2 separate regions of the Mus musculus genome follow, and region 1 is linked to region 2. A link is a contact called in public HiCAR-type data. All regions are on one chromosome and are shown on one strand. Each heading gives the region's core, a stretch centred on a gene start, on an enhancer-like site or on the middle of the called end of the contact. The rest is flanking DNA. Distances are from core to core; before and after follow the strand shown.

Evidence for each region. HiCAR-type assays count read pairs that join an accessible place to other places.
Region 1: a contact with region 2 is called in a HiCAR-type map of embryonic stem cells, with 6 times the contacts expected there. The contact joins the enhancer-like site here to the promoter of Nkx1-1 in region 2. A contact is called at or near these places in 10 of 39 promoter capture datasets (the 3T3-L1 cell line, 3T3-L1-derived adipocytes, cranial neural crest and 5 more), 2 of 15 datasets of contacts at CTCF or cohesin (embryonic stem cells and large pre-B cells), 17 of 484 Hi-C or Micro-C datasets (the AML12 cell line, the G1E-ER4 cell line, the HL-1 cell line and 9 more), 15 of 115 datasets of contacts at active chromatin or transcription factors (craniofacial prominence, embryonic basal ganglia, embryonic forebrain and 6 more) and 3 of 9 other capture datasets (adipose tissue, embryonic stem cells and liver).

Annotation. Positions count from the first base shown.
Region 1 is chr5:33,581,355-33,588,419 of GRCm38.p6, reverse strand. No RefSeq gene overlaps it. Among named protein-coding and RNA genes, the nearest start is that of Fam53a, 45 kb to the left of the region's middle. Within about 2 kb of position 5,224, at least 2 of the 459 cell types and tissues checked have an H3K27ac peak or open chromatin away from gene starts, as enhancers often do.
Region 2 is chr5:33,429,034-33,435,777 of GRCm38.p6, reverse strand. It overlaps Nkx1-1 (NK1 homeobox 1), which reads left to right and starts at 1,688. Exons shown (of 2, transcript NM_011320.1): 1 at 1,688-2,153; 2 at 4,188-5,044. The coding sequence starts at 1,688. The coding sequence ends at 5,044.

The sequences.
Region 1 (7,065 bases), core at 3,975-6,474, 150 kb before region 2:
TGTGGCATCTTATTCTAGATGAAGAGACAGGGTACAGAGAATTGACCAGGCATCAGGAGGAGGGGCCAGGGGCACTGTCCAGTGCTCATGGTGCCAGCTGGCCCCAGTCTTGCTGGGCACGGGCTTTTCTGTTCTTTGGTGATGGGAGGGGCCTGGCAGGAGTCCACTGGCTACCCCTGCAAACTGCAAAATCCAGGCTGCTCACAACTGGACAGGAGCCACGGAGACAGGAAGTCCTGGCTCTGAACCCCTTCCCCAGCAATGCTAGCACCTGGACCCTTGGACATGCCTTGTGGGTTCCTTGGGATGGAGCATCTGTCCTGCCTAGGGACTGTGCTTAGCCAGTTCCAGTGCGTCTCACTACCACTGGAGACAGAGCCCAGCAGCGCTGTCCTCCTCAACTTTTTTTTTTCTCCTCTCCAATTAATTAATTTAAATTGACCATTAAGTCAGCCGAGTTTTTGATTGATATTTTCATTAGTAGCCCTGTCCGACGCCCCAGGAATGTATGGTGATGTCCAATCTAGGGGCGGCCATGCTCCTCCTCGTACTGAGTTATGGCTGGCACCAGCGTGTAGCTCCCAGGGTAATTTGAATTCAGATGAGCTGCGGTGGCGTTCCGGAGGCTGGCGGCCGGCTGCTGACGGATGGCACTTGGGTTACTACAAGGTCACCGTGCAGCCGCCACCACACTAGAGGAGTGGGCCAGGCCTCTGGGGGAGATGGCCAGTCTCAGGGTAGGCAGCCACGTAGACCCCAAAGCTGCCTAGCCCTGTGACCCTGCCCTGTTATGTATGGCACAGTTGCAACCCTGGCTCTCAGCCTCACAGCCACTGTTCATTCAGTGCACCCCCCTCTGTGGAAGGCAGAGCCAGGAAAGCCCACGGCCGAAGGGCACCTGTCAGTGATGGCAGCAGGGACAGTGTGACATTGTCTGCCATGTCCTGAGGAAAATGCTCCAAGTCCTGTCACACCAGGTAGGCAGCTGGACCAGCTTCACTCCTACTGCCCAGCATGGGGACTGATGGCAAAATGTCATGTGACCCGCTGTGCACCTACACCGCTGTGGCTATTAACTATGGTACCAGTGCTTTGTTACCCATCGCTACAATAGTGCGAACACGATGCCTACTGCTTGGTTTTGGATGAGGATAATGGCTGGTTTGGCAAAGCATACAGCCCTGGCTCTGTGCACGCTCAGCCCCTGCTCCGTGCACACTCAGTCACTGCTCTATGAACACTCAGCCCCTGCACTTGGCACACTCAGGTCCTGCTCTGTGCACACTCAGCCCCTGCTCTGTGCACACTCAGCCCCTGCTCTGTGCACACTCAGCCCCTGCTCTGGGCACACTCAGCCCCTGCTCTGGGCACACTCAGCCCCTGCACTGGGCACACTCAGCCCCTGTATTATGCACACTGAGCCCCCGCTCTGTACATCCCTCCTGCTCTGGCTGCATGGTCACAGGAGGCACTGGCCGATGGAGGTAAATCCAGTTCTAGATGTAGTTGCTCCTGGGGTTGGAACTCCTTTGTCCTTGTGTCTGCCCCTTCCAATGTGAACTCGGTCACATGGCTGACCTACTAACTGAACAGGAACTGGGCAGGGAGGTACCTGTGTCCAGCAGGGATCTGTCTGTCATTTGTCTTCTGCTCTGCATTTCTGGTCTCACTTACCTGAGCATGGTGAGTGAATGAGGTCCTGAGAGAATGTGGATTGTTTGACACAGGCAGGGTCTTGCCAAGAACTGCAGTGTCTTGGATCCAGGGGCATGGCAAGCTTTCCTGGGTGATGTTCAGGGAGAGGCAAAGCCTTCCTCTTGTCTGAATGGGAATGTTGATGGTGTGTGCAGGAACCACCAACCACCGCTTCCTCCTCTGGGATGATGGCAGCCTGGAGCTGCTCCACTACAGAAATCCCCTCAGAGATCAACCAAACATGCCTCCTTGTTCAGCTGTATACAACAAGCCCAACTCCTCTATTCAGAGGTGTAAACTCATCCAGTTTCCCAGTTGTTACACTTTTGATACTGTATCTCTATCAGAGAGCACGCAACTCACCAGATCCCAGTTTTTCTGTGCATGTGTCTGTGTGCCTGTCTGCTCTTCATCCCTGCATCACCTCAGTCAGGTCTCCAGGACCAGTCCACGCAGGATGTGGCAATTGAAGTTGCCTTTCATCCGAAAAAAATATTACACCAGAAATGCCGATTCCTAATTTAAATTGTGACCCATGCCTAGTGGCATGATGGGATTGTGCACAATCTCGTGCCCTCTCACCCTCTGCCTGCCATGTCCACAACACTTGTGCCATCCCGTGGTTGCCTAGTAACCACCTGTTATCAGAGTCAGCCATTTCTGTATCTCTGTGGATACAGGGCTTGTGTATCCATGGTCTAAGGCACCTGTCAGGGTTTGGAACCCATTTCCCATATGGGGGACACAGTGACGGGCAGTGTTGCCTCCAGTGATGTAGTTATCCCCAAGGTTTCCATGATGGCAAGGCATCTGCAGGACCTTTGGTATGCCCAGTGGCTGGTATGTTGCGTGTGGGTGATAGAGTTGATGATGTTTTAGTTAGCATTGTTCTGTTGTTGATGGATTGGCACTGCTTTGGTGGTGATATTGATGGCAGTATGTTCTGGTTGTTAGTGATATTGGTATTGAGGGTGGGTGTTAGTCGTCCTGGTGGGAACACTGGCCTGTTGTGGTTGCTGGAGGTGTTAGCATTGCTAGTGTTATTGGTGGTGATGGTGGTGTGGTGTGCTATTATCGATGGGGGTGTGTTGTTAATGTTATTGTGGGGCTGTTGTTTGTTAGGATATTGGTAAGGATGCTGGTGTGTCGTGATGGTTTATTGGTGGTGGCAGTGTTACTGTTGTTGGTTGTGTGTGAGTGAGCCTGTACAACACCAAGGATCCCACTCTGTGAGGAAACATCCCTGAGATCTCATATCTAGAATCACCAACAAGGTGAGAGGAGAGGCCTGAGGCGGGCCCTGGGGAATATCTTATAGAAAGAGAGTCATTTCACTCAATACCAGCTATTGAACACACACAGAAAAGGTTTGTTATGGAAACAAGAAGGCACTTAATAACACATTAGTGTGGAGCCATTGAGACAAGAGAGGAGAGCCAAATGGTTATGGCTCAGAGGGAGTGGAGCTAATCCAGGAGGCAGCATTAGTGTGGAGGTTTCTTTCCTCTCTGCTCTTCTGCCCAGACCTATTATCTATCTGTCTGAGTTTGTCCTAGTTAGGACCCCCAATTCACCATCCACCCTAATTCCCATGGTTCCCGGATGGACAAGAAAGGAAAGAGGGTAGGCCATTGGTGTGGGCTGATCCTGTAGAACTCTGGGTCCTGCCCCACCTTCCCCCTGCACATCACTACAGGCCTCTTCCCGCTGCCCTGACCCACACAGGGTGCAATGGTGACCTCTTGCCTATATTGGCAGCTGCAGCCAATGTTGATGTCAATGAGCTACTTGTTGTAAGAAGGTGCTGGAACTGGAAGAGAGCACATGAGTGTGCCTAGCCTCAGCCCTGCTGCCCAGGGGGACCCTGGTCTGTTTGGGTGCCCCCTTCTTGCTTTCAGCCCCATTCTGAATGTCTGGTGTTTCACAGATGTCTCCATCCCTTTATAGTATCTGTTTAAGGGCTATCATGCTGTTGCTCAGGGCTCACCACTGTGGGTCAAGTCCAAGGCACTCGACTTAGGTCAGTAGGAAGCTGCTGGCCAGGGAAGAGCCAGTCTTTATATTCTACAGCTCCATGGCCAAGATCATGCCAGGCTCACAGCATGATCATACTCCAGCCTACTACTCATTACCGTAAGGCCCCAGCTCATAACCCAGACAAAGCGGAGTACCAGGGGACCTGGAGTTCTATGACCAGGGGATCTGGTCTCATTCTCCCCTCATGGCATCCAGGGCACAGAATTTCCCTAGGCTGGTTTCCCCTGGAGCTTGACTGCTCTTTGCCCACCGGCCTGTGTCAGGAGGAGCATCCTTCATGCCTGCTTGTTCAGTGCCAGCCCTTTGAGGCCCTGGCTCAGTTCCAGCTAACTCCTTACTAGGGTCCCAGCTGCCCTGTTTGTCACTCAAAGGTGATGGCTGACCCACTTCTGCCACCTACTCTCAGGACTTTGCTTGCCCTCACTTCTTTCCAAGGAATTCGTGTGACAGTTTTCCCACATGTCTTGTTGGTGCGTAGCTCAGGCCTCTACCTTCTCAGTGCCCCATCCATTTGCTCACTGGGCCTCTCCATGCCAGGCAGATGCTTCCGGTGTCAGCTTTCGCTGAGGGTTTGCCCTTTCCCTGGCGAGGTGACACCGGTTGTGTGCTGAGAACTTTCCAGTGCTTCCACCTTTGACCTGTGCGAGGATCTGCTGTTTCCGATGCTGAAGGAGGGGCATGTCTGCAGGCAAGGGTCTATATCTACACAGGATGCTGACGCTCCATGATGCTATCTTTCAGAATATCAAGATGATCCCAGGTAACAGAAAGCTAGGGGTTGGTCACTGACAGACCACTCCAGAAGAGTGACCAAAGAAATGTGAATGAGAAGAGAAGCGGCTCTGGACAGAGCAGCCAGAGATTGCTGAGAGCTCTTCATCTCTGGGAACAATCTAGAACCTGCATGAGTGAGCCTTGAGGCACAAACCGGACGAGTTTCACAGAACTCCTGACAGAGGCTGAGTAAGGCAGGCAAAAGGACAGTGACAAAGGGACATTTCCACACTTCACTCAGATGGTGCAGTGCCAGCAGCAGAGAGCTGTGGGACGTGGTATGTAAGCAAGGACAGACAGCAGCAGCCCACTGTGTGCCCCAGACTCAAGATGCCCACCAAGTCAGTGAATGGCCCAGAACCATGAAGAAATCGTGAGAATTTTCTAGAAGGGTCACATTATCAGCTTTTGGAGTGAGGTCTGAGTTCCTGTGTGGTTGGTTCCTGTGGAAAGTCATTCTCTGCAGGCTGTTAACTGATTGTGGCAGCGCTGTTCTTGGGAGAATCCTTCCTCACTCCATTAAAGAGCATTAATGTCTTGTCACATATAATTGACTGTATGTGCAGACCCCCATACCACTCTGTGCCCTCCGTTCTTAGCCCTCTGATCTGTGGGCGTGTCTGGAGCCTATTGTCTTGATTACCTCCATGACCCAGTAACCCCTACAGTCTGCGTGCACACAGAACCGGCATCCTGTGAGTGATGTCAGGGTCTGTCGTCAGCCTGACCCTTAGCTGGGCCCTCTTAGACCCCATAGCTTTAGTGATTTCGAAGTGCCTGCATGGCTGAACCTGGGAAGACACTTCTTAGGCAGCCCTGTGTGACAGGCTGTACTGGAGCCTGCAGTAGATCTCTACCTGGTTCCTGGGATTCCTTCAAGGCATCTTTCCTGTTGCCCTGAAGCAAAATTTTTGGCCCCTCCCCATCCCCATGCTGAGAATTGAACATAGAGCCTCAGGGATGCTAAGCATGCGTTCTATGCTGAGCTACAGGGTCTATACTAACTCTTGGCTTCTTTTCTTTTCTTTTCTTTTCTTTTCAAAAATTACTTTTTTGGTCATTTTTAAAAAAGATTTATTTATTGTTATATGTAAGTACACTGTAGCTGTCTTCAGACATACCAGAAGAGGGTGTCAGATCTCATTACAGATGGTTGTGAGCCACCATGTGGTTGCTGGGATTTGAACTTAGGACCTTTGGAAGAGCAGTCAGTGCTCTTAACCTCTGAGCCATCTCTCTAGCCCTTTTAAATTACTTTTTAAATTCACTTTACACCCTGCTCACTGCCTCCCTCCAGGTCACCCCCTCCCACAATCTTTCTCCCTCTTTCTCCTCTGAGTGGGTGCCCCCCCTTAACCTCCCCCAACCCTGGCAGATCACATCTCTGCTGGGCTAGGAGAATCCTCTCCCACTGAGGCCAGACAAGGCAGCCCAGCTAGAACATATCCCACAGACAGGCAATAGATAGCCCCGCTTTTTTTGTGATAGCCCCTACTTCAGTTGTTCCAGACCCACATGAAGACCAAGCTGCACATCTGCTACCTATGTGTGGGGAGGCCTAGGTCCAGCCCATGTATGTTCTTTGGTTGGTGTATCCGTCTCTGAGAGCCCCCTCAAGTCAGTTGACTTTGTTGGTCTTCCTGTGGAGTTCATATCTCCTTTTGGGTCTGCAATTCTTCCCTCTATCCTTCTGTAAGAGTCCCAAGCCCCATCCACTGTTTGACTTTGAATGTCTGTATCTGTCTGAGTCAGCTGCTGGGTGGAGCCTCTCAGAGGACAGCCATGCTAGACTCCTTTCTTATGAAAAAAAAAAAAAAAAGGCAACTAGGCTTTCCTTAGTCCAACTTCTACATATACTGACCAAAGTGCAGGTTTTCCAAATCTCTAATTTTTGCCCCTGATTCTTTTTGTGAGGCTGGTGTCTAGAAATAAGCACTACACAACCACAGTGCCTTACTCGTGGCCTGGAAGTCTCCTCTGCAGGGAAGGCTGCTGCCTTTGGACTTAACACCTCACAGTGCTTGCTTTGAGGACATGGGTGGCATACAGCTTTGCCAGAGGACAGCAGGAGTGGCCTTCAGTGGCCGCTGATGGTGTCCTTGCTCCTATCAGAAGCCTCTTGAGTGTCGTCTTCACTGGCCACATTTCTGTGAACATTCTGCCTTGAGATCCCACCAGAGCCACCCACTGAACTCTGCTCACAACGTTCTTTGGCTTCTCCTGCCCACATTCCAAACTCTTCCACATTCCTCCCACAAGCAAGTCCCAGAGGCCTAAGAACCATGAGGTCAGATTTATGATAAGAACAGCCTAGCTTTTCCAACTCGGCGACATCATGCCCAAAACACCAGACCTGCACAATCTCAGGGAGGGAAGACTTATTTGTGCTCAGAATTTTGAAGGATTCGTTCCATCATGGTAGCCAAGGCAAGACAGGCAGCTCATATCATGCAAAGAAAACAGAGAAAGATGGGAAGGGGCCCGTTCATCTAACAGTTCCATCTCCTAAAGTTTTAAGAACTTTCCAAACCAGCTTCAGCAGCTGGGGACCTGGGCTTT
Region 2 (6,744 bases), core at 439-2,938:
GTCCTGGCAAGGAAGGACACAGTGTTGTGGGTCTGATTAGAATCTCAGGATGGACCAGCGCGGTGAGGGTGGGAGGGGGCAGGGAAGAAACTGAGGGGAGGAGAGCCCTGCCCCCCTCCTTCTGCCTCCTGTCCCAGCCTCCCAGAGGCTCAGCATGTCCGAGCTTGGCCCAAATTACAGGCGATCGGTCCCCCATTATTTCTCCTAACTTTTAATTTCTGCTTCCGAAGGATCATTGCCCGCGGTAATTGCAAAGGACCGTCCTTGTGCAGAGCAGGCTCTCGGGACCGTAGTGGGAGGAGGAATGCATACCCGCTGGAGCACACGTCGTAGGCGCACACACTCACACTCTGGGCACGCCAGTTCCATCGCCGGGTCCCACCTGGGTCCTTCAGAGGCGGGTCAGCTCATTGGCCTGAGCGAGAGGAGGAGGAAAACTAGGAAGCGAAGCATCGGCTACCTGACCCTCATCCTCCAAAGCCGGGCTCGACCTTCCGAGGTCGTCCGCCGAGACTGTCCTGTAAATCTCCAGACTGGACAAGACGGTGCACAAACGCTCAGGCCTCAAACGGCCCTTCTGATTTGTTAGGGATGGGGAAGAGGACAGTTTCCGTATTATTTCTGGAAGAAACACATATTTTCCCGTTACATGAAGGGTATCGATCTTTATGTAGGCCACCTGCTATTTGTGCGATTTTTCGGTCACCCTTTGGGGGGGGGGCGGGGACTAGGACGGCCGTCTAGCCCTACTCATTTCGATTCCACTTCTAATGAGCGTCACTCGCGGGCGCCAGCCCCGCCTCTTGCGGGGGATTTCGAGTCGTCCCTAATTTGATCCAGCCAAGGGGGCGGGAGTCAAAGCCAGTGAGGATGGAGGGACAGAGATTCTGACCAGATTGCTCCAGACGCGGAAAAACAGCAATCGAGGGCAGCGGAAACCGAAACTCTGGGAACACGCCCCACAAGGGGCTGAAGACCCTGGAGAGACTCAGAACCCGCAAGAACCCCTCTCTCCCTTTCCGTCCTAGCAGCGGAAGGCGCGAGAGCCCCTGGTGCCAGGATAGCCCAGAACCCCGCGTGCCACGGCAGCAGGAGAGACCTGCCTTAGCGGTACCCTGAGCTGGGATGTCCAGGCCAACTCGGGGCGCGTGGGTTCCCACGTCCTGGGGCCTCTGCAGCCCTCCACAGCCAACTGATCCCGCAATTATTTAAAAGGCGACTGTCTCCTCCCCCTTCGCCAAGGAGGCGGGCACGCAGTTTCCAGCCCCGCGGAGGCGCAGCGGCACGGTGCTGAGCACCCCAGCCTCCAGTGGACTGTGCTCTGGCTCCGGGCAGGGCGTCTGTCTGTCCGTCTCTGCGGCTCAGTCCGTGAGTCCCGTACCGGGCCCGCCTACTCCGCTTGGGACCGTTCGCAGCCAATTAGGCGTGAGCGCTAACGAGGGAAGCGGAACCCTGCGGCCGCCTGCGGGCGCACGTGTGTGCGGCGTGTGGGCGCGTGGGCGCCTCCGGCGGGGCCGCCATAAATGCACTGGCCCGGCGCGGCGGGCGCCTGAAGCGGTGGCGGAGGCAAGGCCAGGCAGCACCAGCAGAGCGGGAACAGCTGGGCTGAGGCTGATTTTGCGGGGCGCAGGGATGGGATCCCAGTAGGTAGCGGGGGCCCGAGCCGCCTGAGCGGCCCGAGGCCCGCATGAGTACCAGCGGCCCGGCGGCACCCGGGGACGTCCCCGCGCTGCCACCGCCACCGCCCGGGCCCGGCTCGGGGCCCGCACCGCCGGCTCCTGCGGCTACAGCTCGGGACACTATGGACGGACGAGCTGAGCTGCCCATCTTTCCCCGGGCTGGAGTGCCACCGCTCGCGGCCAGCGACACTGTTCCCGCGGTGCCAGAGGGGGCTGGAGCGGCCCGGCCCGCCGCGCCCCCGCGCCCCACCTCCTTCTCCGTGTTGGACATCCTAGATCCCAACAAGTTCAACAGTAGGAGACGCCGCTGCGTGCTACTGGGCCCTGTGGTGCCCGCTACGTGTGCCCCATGCGCCCCGGCCGCGTGCGTCGCGGTCCCCGCTGCCTCCGGACGTTCGCCGCGCGCAGAGCTAGAACGCCGAGCCCTCTCCGCCGCCACAGGAGTCGCAGCGGCCGCGGGAGCTGAGCCTACAAGTGAGTATAAGGGGTTGGTGATAGGGGCGAGGACACCGACTGCTCCGGAATGTTTATGCTCCCGGCGAGCTGGGCCTGACCCAAGCGCCGCCGGGCTCTGTGGAAAGTTCGCAGAGCGCGGGGTCCGCCCCAAGCATCCGTGGCCTCCTCCCGACCCGGACTCTAGGGCCCTCACTGCTGCACGCTTCTGGAAAGGTTCTGTTGGGCCAAATCTGGGGCCTTGGGGTTGCGACTACGGTCCAGGATTCATCTAGTCAATCTTTGGTGTTGGAGGGTAGTTGGTGCTGGAGGCAAAGGGACATGCGGCGACTGACTTGGTGACTTACCCACCCCCACCGTGGCCTTCCCGGCCCTCCCCCTTTGGACAAATCAGACTAATTGTGACAAAACGCTGGTTATCTCTGGAAAAACAATTAAATCCCTTCGATTACAGTTAAAGGGAAATGTGCTTAGCGGCGGAAAGCGGCCGGTAATGGGGCGGCCCGCGCCCCCTTTGCGGTCGATATCCCATTACGGCGCATGCATATCTCTTTCAAGCACCTTGCAAACTCCCCCCGAACATCTAAATTATAGGGTCAAAATTCGGATAATTACTCGATTAAAACCTATTACACTTATTAGGGGCCGCTATTGATCGCGAATTGCATTCGACCAGCTCCTGATTGCTTTTTGTGCCCCTCCCCCGTCCTCCTCTAACTTCTTGGCCCCTGCGCCTCTCATGGACCAGAACGCTCAGGGAGAACTGGACTGGGGCCGCCAGCTCTACCAACGCGGTTGCATTGACCTTCCGTTCCTAGAGAGAGGAAGGGCAGGCCATGCAGGCTGCAGTTGGACCCCTCTCTCCGCCAAGGGGTTGGTCTACGAGGAACTCGCGGCTGCCTGCTGGAGCTGTGTAGGGAGGGAGCGAGCGCTGCACAGTTGGGAGAGGGCAGCCAGGCAGGGCTGGGGCAGGGATGACTGGCTACGTGTCGCCTGAGGGAATAGTTGTCCTGCTAAGACCTGGGAGTTGAGGACAGGACACCCGCACTCTTCATGCGACCTGGGTCATTTGAGCTGGGTTATTTTCGAGTTGCGATTTTATGCTCCAGTATGTCAGCGTCAACTCGATCTGAGAGCTGAACACCGGCCCTGGGTCGGAAAACGTGGAGGCCTCCTCTGGCATTTAAAGACCACCTGTGGGTGAGGGGCATGAAAGGTCCTCAGATTCCTGCAGAGCAGACAGACAGCCTTGCAAAATTTCAGAGGCAAAATGCAGTCATGGCGGCAGCATCTCTCTGGATGCAGCGGGATTAGCGCTCATACTCCCTCCCAGGGCCCTGCTTAGAGGTTCACAATACGCTTTCCCAGCCTCCAAACTCAACCAGCCCACGGGAAGCTGGAGCCCGCTTAAGACAGAGTCGCTGGGGAGCTGGTTGGTGGGCCCCAGAGGTCCGCAGGGAAGTCAGCACTTTGCGACGCCTAGTTTTCAGGGCCTGAAGCCTGAGGTAGGGACAGCTCCCAGACGACCGATTTTGGTTTTCAGAAGTGGCCTCCTCACAGCCGGCCGACCCCACCCCAGGCCTCGCGCCCCTCCAGCTATTAACTGTGCGGTAATTGGCTGGCCCCGCGCCCGCTGTAATTGGAAGGTAATATACGCCCAAATAAATTAAATGGACTTTAACTAGTTTGTACATTACACAAAATGAGTTTAATTAAGTTTGTATCTGCCCCGTGAATCGATCGGAGCTCTTTCTCCGCTGTACACTCCGAGGGCCGCCCGCGCACCGCAGCCCTAAAGGCCAAGGCCAGGACTGCGGATGGGGCAGCAAAGCAGCTCGACACGGAGTGGGTCCTTCCGAAGGAAGGCAGAGAGGAAATGCAAGCAATCAAGGAGGAACTGTGGCAAGGAGGAAGAAAAAGAAAATCTTTGGTGAGGGGGCAAACGAGGAAGAGGAGAAACACAACAGTTAAAAGAGAATCTCTCCTGGGGCGGAGCGGGCAGGGCGGCTGGCAGCGGGCCTGACCCTCTGTTCTCTTCCTTTTCGCCGCCCGCAGGTGCTGGGGACTCTTACAGGGCGGACGAGGCCGAGGCCAACGGCTACAGCAGCGGCAGCGGTCGCAGCCCGACCGCGGACAGCGAGGATGAAGCGCCGGAGGACGAGGACGAGGAAGAAGCGCCCGAGGTGCAGGATGCTCAGGGCACGGAGGAGCCTCGGGGAGGCAGCGGCGGTCTCGGGGCCCGCGGGTCGGGCTGCCCCGGAGCGGCCGAGGTCGAGGCTTCCCCTGTGGACGATACTGCGGCCCCAGGGCCCCGTGGGAACTCGCCCGGAGCCCCGGGCCCGCCTGCAACTGCTACGGGAGCGGGGAGCGCGGGGAGTACCCCGCAGGGCGCCGCCGTGACCACCAAGCCCAAGCGGAAGCGCACGGGCTCGGACTCGAAGTCCGGGAAGCCGAGGCGTGCGCGCACCGCCTTCACCTACGAGCAGCTCGTGGCGCTGGAGAACAAGTTTAAGGCCACTCGCTACCTGTCGGTGTGCGAGCGCCTCAACCTGGCGCTGTCGCTGAGCCTCACCGAGACGCAGGTGAAGATCTGGTTCCAGAACCGCCGAACCAAGTGGAAGAAGCAAAACCCAGGCGCTGACACCAGCGCGCCGACCGGCGGCGGCGGGGGCCCCGGCCCGGGAGCGGGGCCCGGCGCGGGGCTGCCCGGCGGCCTCAGTCCGCTCAGCCCCTCGCCTCCCATGGGCGCTCCGCTCGCCTTGCACGGCCCGGCCGGGTACCCGGCGCACAGCCCAGGAGGGCTGGTGTGTGCTGCGCAGCTGCCCTTCCTGTCCAGCCCGGCCGTGCTGTCGCCCTTCGTGCTGGGCTCGCAGACGTACGGCGCGCCCGCCTTCTATGCGCCCCACCTCTGAATCTCGGTGCCAGGACCCCGGTGGGGACCGCAGCACGCGGCCTCAAGGCCAGAGGACCCAAGGCGAGCATGGGCGTCTCTTTTCTAAGGTTTCAGTCGTTGGTCCTGTATATAGATAGCCGTTCCTACAGAAGAGAAATTTATAAACGAGTGTGCGCAGGGGCCAAACGGGAGGCTCCCGTGGCCTGCTCCAAGCACTTTGTAGAACTCTTAATAAAGCACAGGAAGCCATGCGGGCGTTTTCCCGAAGGCTCTGGCGCCGTAGGATGCCGATCCCGCCTTCCTGTCCGCTCCGGTTCTTATCCATCTGTGTGTCGCCCTGGGCAGGGACTTCAGAGCGGTTAGGTATAGTTTCCTGTCAGTGTTTAGTGTCTCATGGTCACTCTAGTAGCTTGCACTCTGTCACCTTTCTCTCTTGGGGATCGCCCTGGGTCCAGCACGGGTCTGAGTCCCCTTCCCGCTCTCTCCGAAGTGAGGCCCTTTCCCCTCTTCTTGCAGCCTGGCACTGCTGACCTCCAAATCCGGTCCCACCAACTGCCCCCACTCCCACCCCCAAGCAGGCTACTTGTGGGCAGGAAAAACATCCCCCTTCCTAGAGGAGGAAGCTGGAGGGTTGAGGTGTAACAACCTGCCAGATAGTCTACTAGCCAGAATGGAAGTGTGTGTGTGTGTGTGTGTGTGTGTGTGTGTGTGTGTGTGTGTAGTCCCTATGTGCTGAACGCATGGAGCCCAGGAGTGGCCCGAAGCTGTGGCCCACACACCCCAAAGCAGATACCGAACCACCTATGACTACAGGGAGACTACATGGCAGCCTGTTCCAGCTTTGGAAGATTTTGTATATCAGTAGGGGTGGAGACTGGAGAAGGAAAAGGGGGTTGACTGTGGAGAGGGACAGGGAGGCAACTGTTCTCTGGTCTGTTCCAGGGTCCCTGACTCTCCCTAGAAAGAACAAAAGAGCCTGCTGTGCTCCACTGTGGGGCTAGGCTTCTCCTTCAGGCGTCCTGTTTCCTAGCACAGTGAGCTTTTGGAGGGGTCTTGACCGCTAGTCAAGCGAGCTGCCTTTGGGAGTCAGGCTGAGAGTGAACTGCAGTCACTAGCACTGGTCAGAGTGCACAAAACTGGCTTCATGCTCATCAAAAGCCAAAGGCAGGTAAGAGCAGCATCTGGCAGTGAGGGGGCAGGAAGCCAACCTGCCCCTTGAAGACTGGTAGCTTCCCTCACTGACCAGGAGAGACCTGGTATCAGATTCCAGCCAGCCCACATTCCACTTTCAGACCTTCTAGGCCTAAAGGTTCCTGTCCTGACCTGATGTTTGACAGCCCTAGATGGGCACCTGGTCCAGCCTTCTAGTTCAGTGGTGCAATACTACTATCCCTGTGGTCAGGGAGTGAGAGCCATGTATGAAGTGGCTTAACTGTGAGAGGTGATGGCTTGGAGGATATTCACAGCCTTGCTGCTGAGGGCTGGGCCTCTAAGACATAGATTGCCGACAGGGAAGTCCTAAAAGGCCCCAGAAGATTCCAGAAAACCCTTGGAATCAAATCAAATCACTAGAAGCCTGGCCTGTGCAGGGGCTGCCCAGCCAGAAGCCACAGCCTCCATAAATAGGAGACGACATGCCATAGTCCTGCCCTATCTTGTCCCACCTCCAAAACGCATGGCGATCTTCTCTCCCAGGCCAACACAGGCAACCCTCGCCCA